Regions from separate parts of the Sus scrofa genome. Here all the other regions are linked to region 1. A link is a contact called in public Hi-C data. All regions are on one chromosome and are shown on one strand. The core of a region is the stretch at or near the end of the contact, and the rest is flanking DNA. Distances in the headings are between cores, read along the strand shown.

Region 1 (3,689 bases), core at 461-2,960:
GCCTTGCTGGAATTGGCAACTCTGGACAGGAAAAAGAAAAGGAGTCTAAAAGCCTAATCAGATCCAATGCACTGATGAGAAGGACCATGTCACTGATGAAAGTGACAGTCAATCTAGTCACCTTCCAGCCACTGGCTCTCTCAGCTCACTCTGTCCCCTAAAAGTGGTTCCCTTAGACCTACTTCTTTCCACTGGCCTCTGGGCTACAGAGGCGAGGCCCCTGGCTCATCCTCAGGCAGCCTCAGACAAAGAGCCCACAGTGTTTCTGAGGAGCTGACCCAACCGCCCACTGCCTGGGCACGCTGGCTGGGCCCTGGCACTGGCCAGGAGAGGACGGATGGAGTGGCCCACTGCCAGCAGTGCATTTTTCCATGCACAGCCCTGGGCTGCTGCAGGACCAAGGTGGCTGTCTGGAGGCTGGCACAGTGAGCCTCTGTCTCCATTTCCCCTTCCAGACGAGGCACCTTGGCAGACAAAAGCCACCTTCCTCTTCAAGACTCGATCTTCCAGGACTATGCGTCCTGCCCACTTTGGCTTCTCTTTTGGAGTCATGACTACTAAAAGGGTTTGGTGGGGACCTTATGCCTCTCTTTACCCCACCCTTATCTCTTAGCAGTGTTGCTCCAGGGTTGTATACTCTTGAATCCACCCCCATCCCCAACGCTAGAGACCCTCCTGTGCTCAGAGTTTTGTGAGATGGAAAGTTCCTAGGACTGGCAAGTTGGAGGGAGCTTACTCAGGGGCTACTGTTCTTCCATTTCTCCATTCTAGAGAACCATCTCTCCCTCCTGTCAGAGTCAAAGACATCAAACCAGAAGCTATCCCCTAACCTGAACTGGATTCCTATTTCGCAGCTTCTTGGCCATGGTCAGTTCTCAACACTTCTCTTTATTTTTCCCCTTTCACCCCAGCAACACACACACACACACACACACACACACACACACACACACACACACAGAGACACTACACAAAACTCCCCCTCTGCTCTCATAACAGCATTCAGGCACCACAACCTCTCTGTAAGGGAGAACACAAGGAGAGACACAAGGCTGGGACACTGGAATTTACAAGTAGTAGACAGAGAAGGTTCCCCTAGGTACCTGGCCCTTCACTTTTTCATGCCTGAAATTGGAGGCCCCCCAACAACCAGAGAGGAGCTGGAGAACAAAAGTAGCATGCTGGAACCCCTTACTTCTACTCCCCTTCCCCCCTCCAGCATCCTGGGACTCAGCCCAGAGGGCCAAGAGGAATGACTCCTCCCTCCTGGCCCTTTCCTGTTCCCCAGCCCCTTTCCTTTAGGGAACTACCAGGGACAAAAACTGAAGTAAAATGACTGACTTACCTCGAGTTGAACCTTTCAGAGAGTGATCAGGTCCCTCTGTCTGGCCTCCTTGGTTGGAGAGCGTGTGAGAGGGAGAGGAGTGAGCGTCTACTGAGAGTGTGCGGGTCTGTGCCAGACCAGGGCCCGCCCCCAAATTCCTAATCAAATATTGTGAAGAGAGGGGTTGAGGAGCCCGGATCCTGGCTTCTTCAGCTCTGCTGCAGGGGCGGAGCTCACACTCAACCGCGCAAAATCCTTCTGACTTCTGACGGCCTGACGCTGTAAAAACCACCTTCTTTCCACTCACTTATCTTCCCTAAAGCATTGGCAGCTCTGGGTCTCTTTCTGTTGAACGAGTTAGTGGCGCCCTAGAAGTTATTTGTACAGTCTCTCACAAAGTGCCTGGGTTTCTCATTAAACCCACAAAGGCAGATGCAGGGAAGGGGAGGGCTGGGATTGGGGAAGAGGCATTTTAACTCTTTAGGCAACCCACTTGTCCCCCTGGAGAGCGAGTGCTCATCCTTCTGGGCTCAGACACTCTCTGCGGACAGGGGGTTAGGCTTATGAACAAGGGAGCAGGGCACAAAGACAGCTGGCTCTGGCTCCAGCTCCATCTGTGACCGGTGTAGACTCATCTGGACTTTAGAGTTTCTCTCTCCCTCCTGGATAAAGGGAAAGAAAGGGACTCTTATATTTGTTGATCATTTGCTAGCATCATACACTTTCATCTAATCCTTGCAATGATCTTTGGGCTAATAACAAGTACCTTGTTGTAGCAAGGACTCTGTAAGCTACGAATATAGTTGGCCTAGAATATGGTTGATGCTCACTCTGTAGTAGAGCATTGTACCCATTTTACAGACATAGAGACCCTGAGTAAGGGGAGGATAAGGTCGGAGGAGCAGGCGGGGGCTAGACTTTTTGCCACGGAATGGATTAAATTTTATTTGGAATGTTTAAAAAATAACTTGTTCTAAGCAGAAGAAGTGAAGGGATCAGATTCACATTTTTAAAAGCACATGGGAGAGTCTGCTGTGTGGAGAAAAGGAGGAAACTGGAAGCAGGAGCCTCTTGCCCAGCTTCCTTGAGAGCTAATGGCAGATCAGCAGTGAAAAGGGAATAGTGTATTTTTATTATTTTATTTGTTGGCCATCCCTTGACATACAGAGTTCCCGAGCCAGGGATCAGATCTGAGCTGTAGTTGTGACCTAAGCTTAAGCTGCAGCTGCTGCTACGCCAGACCCTTGACCCACTGTGAGGCGCAGGGATCAAACCTGAGTCCCAGCACTCGCAAGACACTACTGATCCTATTGCGCCACAGCAGGAAATCCAGGATAATATATTTTTAGACAAAGAGCTGACAAGTCTTAAAGATGGACCAGATAGGGAGTTAGGGACAGTCAAGGATGAGCCTTTGATTTTGAGGTTGAGTAACTTAGTGGGTGCTAACGCTGTTTCCTGACGTTAGAAAGATGGGAGGGACAGGGTCTAAGTTAGAGATGCCTGTTAGGCCTTTGCATGGGGATACATGCAGGCAGTCAGATATATGAGTCTGAATTTGAAGTTCAGGGGCTAGAAGAATTTGGGTTATCTAGCATCTCAGTAGCTTAGATGTACCCATGTACCCTAAATGCTCTTTCTTCAACAAATTGTCTCATGCCAACATCCAAGAATCATCCCTTTAATTTTTTTTAAATTATGGTAAATTACACATCACATAAAATTTACTATCATAATTTTAAGTGTACAGTTCAGAAGTGTTAAGTACTGCACTTAACAGAAGTGTTAAATATTGTACAACCAGTCTCCAGAACTTATTCATCTTTCAAAATTGGCAGTCTGCATTCATTAAACAAAAATGCCCCATTTCACTCTCTCTCTGCCCCTGGCAACCATCCAGAGTAGAAAAAAACTTTCTATCTCTCTGAATTTGAATACTACCCATAACTTTGATAAGTGGAATCATACAGTATTTGTCTTTTTGTGACTGGCTTATTTCACATAGCATAATGGTCTCAAGGTTCATCCATGTTGTATCATGTGTCAGAATTTCCTTTCATTTAAGGGCTGAATAGTACTCTGTCGTATGGCTACATACCACATTTTGTCTATCCATTTATTGGTCAATGGACATTTGTGTTGCTTACACTTCTTAGCTATTGTGAATAATGCTGCTATGAACATGGGTGTAAAGGCATGTCTTTGAGATCCTGCTTTTAATTATTTTGGTTACATGTTCAAAAGTGGAATTGGTCTATTTTTAGTTTTTTTAAGGAATCGCCGTATTGTTTTCCATAGCAGAAAAACCATTTTACATTTCTAACAACAATGCACAAAATTCTTTACATTTTTACCAACAATGCAC
Region 2 (3,689 bases), core at 506-3,005, 330 kb after region 1:
ATCTGCTCAGGAACTAGACTATTTCTGCAGCTGCTTGCAAGGGAGTCGGGAGGAGGCTTGCCTGGTGCTGGCGAAATGACATGGAGGCACCTTTCAGGGCCTTTGCCATCAGCCAGAAAAAGTCCAAACCTCTCACTTCCTAACCCCCACTGCCGTTCTCCAAGTGATGTGACGCAGGCCAGGAGAAAAGTGATATGACTCAGGCCAGCCGTGCTCCAGGAGAAGGCAGCTCGGAAGTGGGTGTGCGTGCTTGTGGATGAGTGGTCTGGTCCAGATCTCGAGGAGGAGCCCCTTATAGATGTAAACGGAGATGCCAGCTTCCACTGCAGTCCCTGCCCTGCAACTCAGCCCCTTTGCTGTCGCCCGTTTGGGCTCTGAGCAGGACCAGTCAGATTAAGAGATCTGACTGTCTGATCTCTTAATAGTCACTTTGGGTCTCCACCCCACTTTTTTCTTTCTTGTTCAAACAGGTAAAAAACAAGGAGCCCCTGAAAATCGCAACAAAGGTAACCTCTCCACCCACTCATTTACCATTTCTACCTGCCACACTCAAACCAGACCTTTCCAGGCCATCTGCCTTCTCCCTTTTCCTCTCCATAAATCTGTTATCTGCTGCTGTGGCCGGGATCCCTTATCCCGAGGAAGGTGCAGAGATTTGGGGATGGTCGCAAGCTCCCAAACCCAATCGAAGCTGGGACAACAGCACCCTCTGCTGTTGGCTCAAGGAACCTCATGTCAAAGTTTCTCTTGGGGGAGCAAATCTGCTCTTCCCAGGGTACTGAGCTCTTTGCCTCATTGCCCCATACCGGATTTAAACACCACAAGGCATCAATTTCTGGGTTGGAAGGCTTCAGGGTGCATATGGTGGAGGGAGTTGGGATGGGCAGTCCCTGCACCCTCCTCTTGCCAGCTTCCTCATCGGTGTCCTCTTCCGGTCTGGATTCCTTCTCTGCTCGTCTTCTCCAGGGTGGACAGAGCCCTTTCTACGTAACCTCTTTCCCCACCTCTTTCCTTGTTCTCTCCACAGTCTGTTTTCTTCCTCCTAATCTGATGTGTGTTTCTTTTTTGGTGGCCGTGTTTACATCCTGTCTCTGTCTTGTTTGTGAGTGTGACAACAGAGACAATAATATCTCAGGAAGGGCATCTAACCAAAGGGGTCAAGCTCTGCAGGGGTGAAGTTGGAGGGCTGTTGGAAACCAACAAGAACCACTCTCTTGAGACAGCGCCTAGAGATTTTTTTCCTTTTGTAACCCACGTCATGGTAGTCTTCAGAATAAAGTCATCACTTCGGCGAACCCAGGGCTCCACAGAAATAATTCTTTAATTTTAGATTCCTTGAACTCTTCTTTTTAAAGCAAAATGGATTTATGTCTGTCTTTATTCCTGCTTTCTCTTATTCCAGGGAGTCCCTCACACCAGCTTCTTCCCTTTCCCCCAGGTCCCACTCTGTATCCCCCTGCCTTCGTCAGACAGGGGAGATTTCCTTCCCCTGTCGTTCAGTTAACACAAGGGGGAGCTGGGAGATAGCCTGTGTTCTGTGTTTCTTCCATGACAGTCTAGAGAGAGAGAGATGCACCTTTTAAAGAGCTGACTAGGACCCCGATGCTCTGGAAACATCTACAGCGTCCCCCTTCAGCCCCTTTCTGAAGTAAAGACTCATTATTTTAAGCACTGAATTCCAGGAAGGATGGTTGTTGGTAACAGCACTTAGTGGCATGACTAATCCTCTTGCTGGAACAACGAACCTGGCCTGGGGCTCTGACGTAGTGCCAAGAAGCTGCCACTGAAGAGGAAATCCATGCCCCAAAAGTATCCATTTCACCTCTAGTTGTTCAGATATCATTCCCAAGGCCCTTATAGATGGTCGAAAGGCAAGTTCCCTGTCTGGCATGGAGTGAGGGTGGTCAGACCTGAAGTCAAGGCTCCAAGGTATATTCCAGGAATAAGACGGAGGGTTTGTTAGTTTCCACCTACCTGCTACGCAGTGCTACTACCTGGCCTACTCACCTGTTCTGTTTGTGTGTACACCCTAGCAAAGACTCAGGATGGAGTGGCCTTGGAAATTCAGCCACTCAACAGCCAGGAGGGAATCGACAATGAGGAAAAGGAGAAAAAGGCTGCCAAGCTGCCCAAAAAGGAGAAGTCGGTGCTGCAAGGCAAGCTGACGCGCTTGGCTGTTCAGATTGGGAAAGCTGGTAAGTAGGGTGGAGCCCTCTCGATGCTGTTCATCGGTGCTATTTCGGATCCTTGCTGCTTTGATTGTCTTCTTTCTACACCAACCAGGTCTAGGAGAAAGAAGCTGAAAATTGCCAGTGGCTAGTGCAATCTGGGTAGCTAAGTCCCTCCCTGTGACCATGTGGCCGTTCCCTTGGCGTTTGAAGAAAGAGATATTTTCCTATGTGTGAGGGTTAAAGGCCCAAACAAATGGGAAGTAAAGAACTGATAGTCCACAGGGGAGATTTATATCGGCAAGAAGGAAGTCTTTGGAGTTCCCGTCGTGGCTCAGTGGTTAACAAATCCAACTAGGAGGTTGCGGGTTCCATCCCTGGCCTTGCTCAGTGGGTTAAGGATCTGGTGTTGCCGTGAGCTGTGGTGTAGGTTGCAGACGTGGCTTGGATCCCATGTTGCTGTGGCTGTGGCTGTGGCTGGTGGCTGCAGCTCCTATTAGACCCCTAGCCTGGGAACCTCCATATGCCGCAGGAGCAGCCCTAGAAAAGGCAAAAAGACAGGGAAAAAAAAAAAGGAAGTCTTTAATAACTGCTCACCTGTTTCCTGTCTTGCCTCGTAAATTCCTGAAGGTTAGAGAAGGCTGCTGTTGGCTGAGGGCAATTCCCTAGCAAAGTAAGTAGTAGCATCTGGCCAGGCCCAGAGCAGTCAGTTCAAAATAAGGACTAGTGGGAAAAGGAAGGCAGTTGTTAAAGAAGCTCTTTTCAGAGCAGAGGTCACACAGGCACCCCTATGTATTGTCACAGGCAGTGGCTTCTCCATCGCTCTCTTCTGCACTCTCCTCCTCTCTCTCCCTTCTTTCCTTTTTTTTTCCCTCCTTTTTAGGGCTGCACTTGTGACATATGGAAGCTCCTAGAGCAAGGGGTCAAATCGGAGCTCCAGCCTGTGCCACAGCCACAGGAATGCCATATCTAAGCCAAATCTGCAACCTATAGCACAGCTTGTAGCAGGGCCAGATCCTTAACCCACTGAGCAAGGCCAGGGATTGCATCTGCCTCCTCATGGATACTAGTCAGATTCTTTTTTTTTTTTTTTGCTTTTTAAGGCCACACCTACAGCATATGGAGGTTCCCAGGCTAGGGGTCCAATCAGGGCTACAGCTGCTGGCCTACACTACAGCCACAGCAATGTGGGATCTGAGCCATGTCTGCAACCTACACCACAGCTCATGACAATGCTGGATCCTTAACCCACTGAGCAAGGCTAGGGATCGAACCTGCAACCTCAGTGTTCCTAGTCAGGTTCTTAACCCACAGAGCCACAATGGGAATTCCACTAGTCGGGTTCTTAACCCACTGAGCTACAATAGGAACGCCTCTCTTCTTTCATTGGTGGGTTGGGGCAGGGGAATTGCAAGAGGGAACAAAAGGAAGATTGTCCGTTCAGTGAACACATCTCTTAAAGTACAGTCTTTTTGCACTGTGTAATTATTTCCTGACCCCACCTCTGTTATAATCAGAGTT
Region 3 (3,689 bases), core at 588-3,087, 260 kb after region 1:
GACAGACAGGGGCTTATTTTGGATTCAGCTCCCAAGATAGATGGCAGTAGGCAGTCTCTAGCACCACATTAGGAAACTCTGAGTTCTGAGCCCAGCCCAACTACTCTTGGGTTTCTTTACTTTTGTCTGTTTAACTTTCCCTAGCTCAGAAATAGGATATGGATGAGCTATCCAAAAATATTAAGATAGACTCATAAGATGGTTCTTCATCCTGGGGTAGGGAGGATGGATGGCAGAGGAGGACAGGTGTGGTGGGAGGTGTTGGGTTAGGAAAGGAGGATCAAAGAGATCTCCTCCCAAACCCTGAAGCTGTGGCCATTGAGACAGGCAGGGACCTGGGACCTGGGACCCTTTGCTGCGGTGGCTGCAGTGCTTGCACCTGGACAAACATCTCCCAGAGCAACAAAATACAAAGAAACTGTAAGTGTTTAAAAATAGCTTCATACATGCGCAGTTGGGACAGATTATGGGCAAGAAGATACAAAAAAACTAAAAACGCAACTACCACTTCTGAAGAGCAGAGAGTAAAAGCAGGGTAATAGGCCTGCCCCCTGCACACAGTCACCAAAGAGCAGACCACCTAAGCCACTCCTCTGGCCCAACCTCTGGAGCCGCCCCTACACTCACCCCAAATAAGGAGCCAGCTCGTATCCCATCCCCACCCCAGCGAGCCAGCAAGGGAAACCGTTGGAAACTGCTGCAGGGGCCCCAGTAAAGCCTAACCTGAGTTTTCCTGTCTGGCCTCTTATCAATTTCCAATGATTAAGAAAGCTAAGAGCCCAGGATGATAATACTCAGCTTCTCCACATCCTAGTTTACCACTCTAATCTGTGAGGTGTGTCACCCTGCCTTCATTAGCAAGTGAGTGTTTGTGTGTGTGCTGAGGTCTACGGCGTGGGAATTTATCAGTCAATGAAGATATGCAGTGTGAACCAGTCGGGGATGCATGTTTGCACTTGAAAGCCAGAAGGTTTTAGGCGAAATCTATGGGTGGCACTGTTGCACAATGCTGGTGGGTGTGTGGCTGCTGGGGTGTGATTTAACAGTTTACAGTCTGTGTATAAGTGTACCTGGATGTCTGAGTGTGTGCAAATTAAAATGGAAATGTGTACTGTAGCATGATACAAGTGCAGGAAAGTACACAGACTGGCTTTGGAGTCAGTCTGACTTGGGCTTGCATCCTTGCTCTGTTATTATTAAACAGATGTGGAAGCTTGGGCGAGTCACTGATTCTCAATTTCCTGAACTCTGAAATGAAGATAATAAGTACCTTTCAAGATCGCCATGAGCATTAGAAACGAAACCATATATGCAAAGCTTTTGGTGCCATAGCCCACACGTAGTAGGACTGAAAAACAGGCAGCTATTATGCACTGTGGATGTACCTCTGATGGGTACAGAGGCAAGCGGGAGCCAAGTGTGACCCGGGACTGTGTGTGTGAAATCTGGGTGAGGAGTGTCTACTAAGGTGTGTCTATAAGCAAAGCTATGTACTGGTGTGTATGTCTGAGCAATTCCTTTTCCTCCTCCAGGGAGCCCCTCCTTCAGACCAGCGGCAGGTGGGTGGCAGGGAATTGTACAAGTTTTCACAGCCACCTTGGGTTCCCGGGTCCTGGTTCTAAGTGAGTTAAGAGTTTGAGCGGAGCTGCAGGAAACCAACCGCCTGCAAAAGCTTCCTTTTTTTCCCTCCACCCAGCAACGGTTGAATACCGCCACCCACATCCACTCCCACCTCCACCCCCACCCTGCCTTCCTTTTAACGAGGGAGAGCAAGGGCGGGGGGGAAACCCCACAGAAAAGAGGATTCCTCCCCTTCTCCCCCAGTCCCCCTTAAGACAAATCAGGAAGAAGCCGCAGCTCGCCATCGGGCCACCTTAACAGTAGAGTAATGGTCTGGCCTCTCGCCAAGTCCCGCCCTCTTCCAGCCCTCGCTCCTCCCCTTTCTCCTCCCGCCCAGGCCCGGCTGGTGAGCAGGAGTCTGGCCCGAGTTGGCTGGAGCTGTTGCCATGACAAGCATTTTCTTAAGAAAGCTCTGCTGTTGAGACCGTCTGAAGCGGGGGGTTGAAGGGGGGGCACGAACTTCCTGGGGAACGGTCTCCCCGAGGAGGGCAAGCCCAGAGACACCCGCCCAGCTCCCAGCACCCTTTTCTTCCAGGAACCTGAGAGGTCCTTTCCTTTGGGAGGGCTAGGGGAGGAGACCCAGCCCACTCCCCGGTCGTAGCTGGAAAGGCAGGAGAGACCAGCCAGCATCTCCGGCGTGGTTGCCACACGGGGGACACCGGTGGGTCGTCACCCCCCCCTACCTCTGTCCATGGAAACCCGGAGAAAGAGTCCCGCGTGGAGAAGCCTGGATCTCTGCTAGAAAGAAAGGTAGGTTTGCAGAGAATGAATTGAATCTTGATTTGCAAACTTAGTTTCTTTCTTTCCTTTCAGTGGCTGATAAAATTCTCTGAATTTCCTCTTCCTAGCATATTTCTTGCAGCTGGGTTTAGGGGTGTGTGTGTCTGTGCTCGCGCACAGATTTGTCAAATACTATATTTCCTTCCTAGACTCAGTTCTGAGAAACGTATAATCAAACAAGTGATTTCTCTTTTTTTCCTTCGAGTTTTTGTCATTCCTGGGCTGTGGGGCTAGGGAAGTGGAGAGACTGTATTTTTCATACCCAAATGGAGCTTTTGGAAAAAGCATTTATTTTCCCCCATTCGTTCCTGCCCTCCCCTCCCCCTTGGCTTGGGAATGAGACGCAGAATGGAAAACTGTTGCAAAAATATTTTCCGCGTCTGTTCCCTTTCTTGAAAGCCCCAAAGAGAGATGGGAAAAAAAAAAAAAAAAAAAAGAACTGAGTACAAAATGCTCAACAGGAAGGAGGGGCTGCATCGGGGACTGGGAGAGGGGCTCACTGGGGGATGGGTGGAGGTAGGCGCTAGAAGTTGCAAGTGGGGAAGGGCAGTGCACAAATTAAATTTCTTTGGCTTTGTAGGGAAACCTCAGCAGTTTCTCTCTACCGCTCGCAAAACATCCTCAGACTTTCACGTCTATAATTAGCAGTGGAAAAAGCTGGGAGTTCCCTTGTACTGCTGTTGTTTGAGTGTGTGTGGAGCGTCAAGAACCAACTGTATGAGTGTCTCTGAGGGCACCGCCCCGTACATCGCTGGTCAAAAGGGGAGAAAGCAGAAGGGGTGAAGTTTGAAAGTTTGCAGTTTCAAGGCTGGTGACCGTGGGGCTGGTGAGTGTTTGGCGGTTGGGGGTTGCCACAGGCATCCTTGGGAGGGTCCCCGAGCAGCCTGGGCCACTTGCTAAAGAGCTAGAAATTAAGACTGGGATTGTCCCTCCTGCTTGTCGTTCACAAACACACTCACTCAAATACTTGGCTCGCTCTCGTGGTGGAGGAGGCCGGCTGGCATCCTCCCCAGGCAAGTCCAGCCTCACACACTCCTCCATCTCACTGAAGGACCCACCGCTTTTCTCTTGCTGGCTGTGGAGGACCCAGGAGTGTCTGGCCACATCCCGGGAGAGAGTGGGCACTCTGCTGGCCAGAGACACCACCCTCCTGGGCATTCCTGCCTGACTTAGAATAACTTGCAGACGGATGTCGGCGCCAGCCGGCCTGGTAGGGGGGAATCTCAGCTGAAGAAATAGGCGGGCACTCAACTGACACCACTGGGGGAGGGGAAGTAAAATCCCACTGT

The links. A called contact is a pair of places that touch in the nucleus more often than the background predicts.
Region 2: a Hi-C map of omental adipose tissue shows a contact between it and region 1, with 1.9 times the contacts expected there. The contact joins the enhancer-like site here to the promoter of FMOD in region 1. A contact is called at or near these places in 25 of 47 Hi-C or Micro-C datasets (adipose tissue, alveolar macrophages, blood and 17 more) and 2 of 2 datasets of contacts at active chromatin or transcription factors (alveolar macrophages and skeletal muscle).
Region 3: a Hi-C map of embryonic fibroblasts shows a contact between it and region 1, with 2.2 times the contacts expected there. The contact joins the promoter of ATP2B4 here to the promoter of FMOD in region 1. A contact is called at or near these places in 5 of 47 Hi-C or Micro-C datasets (embryonic fibroblasts, fetal skeletal muscle, heart right ventricle and 1 more) and 2 of 2 datasets of contacts at active chromatin or transcription factors (alveolar macrophages and skeletal muscle).

Annotation. Positions count from the first base shown.
Region 1 is chr9:64,072,143-64,075,831 of Sscrofa11.1, forward strand. It overlaps FMOD (fibromodulin), which reads right to left and starts at 1,711. Exons shown (of 3, transcript XM_003130105.4): 1 at 1,346-1,711.
Region 2 is chr9:64,405,531-64,409,219 of Sscrofa11.1, forward strand. ATP2B4 (plasma membrane calcium-transporting ATPase 4) reads left to right here. Exons shown (of 21, transcript XM_021063194.1): 7 at 471-506; 8 at 2,034-2,195. Among named protein-coding and RNA genes, the nearest start is that of LAX1, 53 kb to the right of the region's middle. Within about 2 kb of position 1,756, at least 12 of the 83 cell types and tissues checked have an H3K27ac peak or open chromatin away from gene starts, as enhancers often do. A contact at or near this core is called in adipose tissue, alveolar macrophages, liver and 1 more, where this site is marked.
Region 3 is chr9:64,334,517-64,338,205 of Sscrofa11.1, forward strand. It overlaps ATP2B4 (plasma membrane calcium-transporting ATPase 4), which reads left to right and starts at 1,838. Exons shown (of 21, transcript XM_021063194.1): 1 at 1,838-2,370.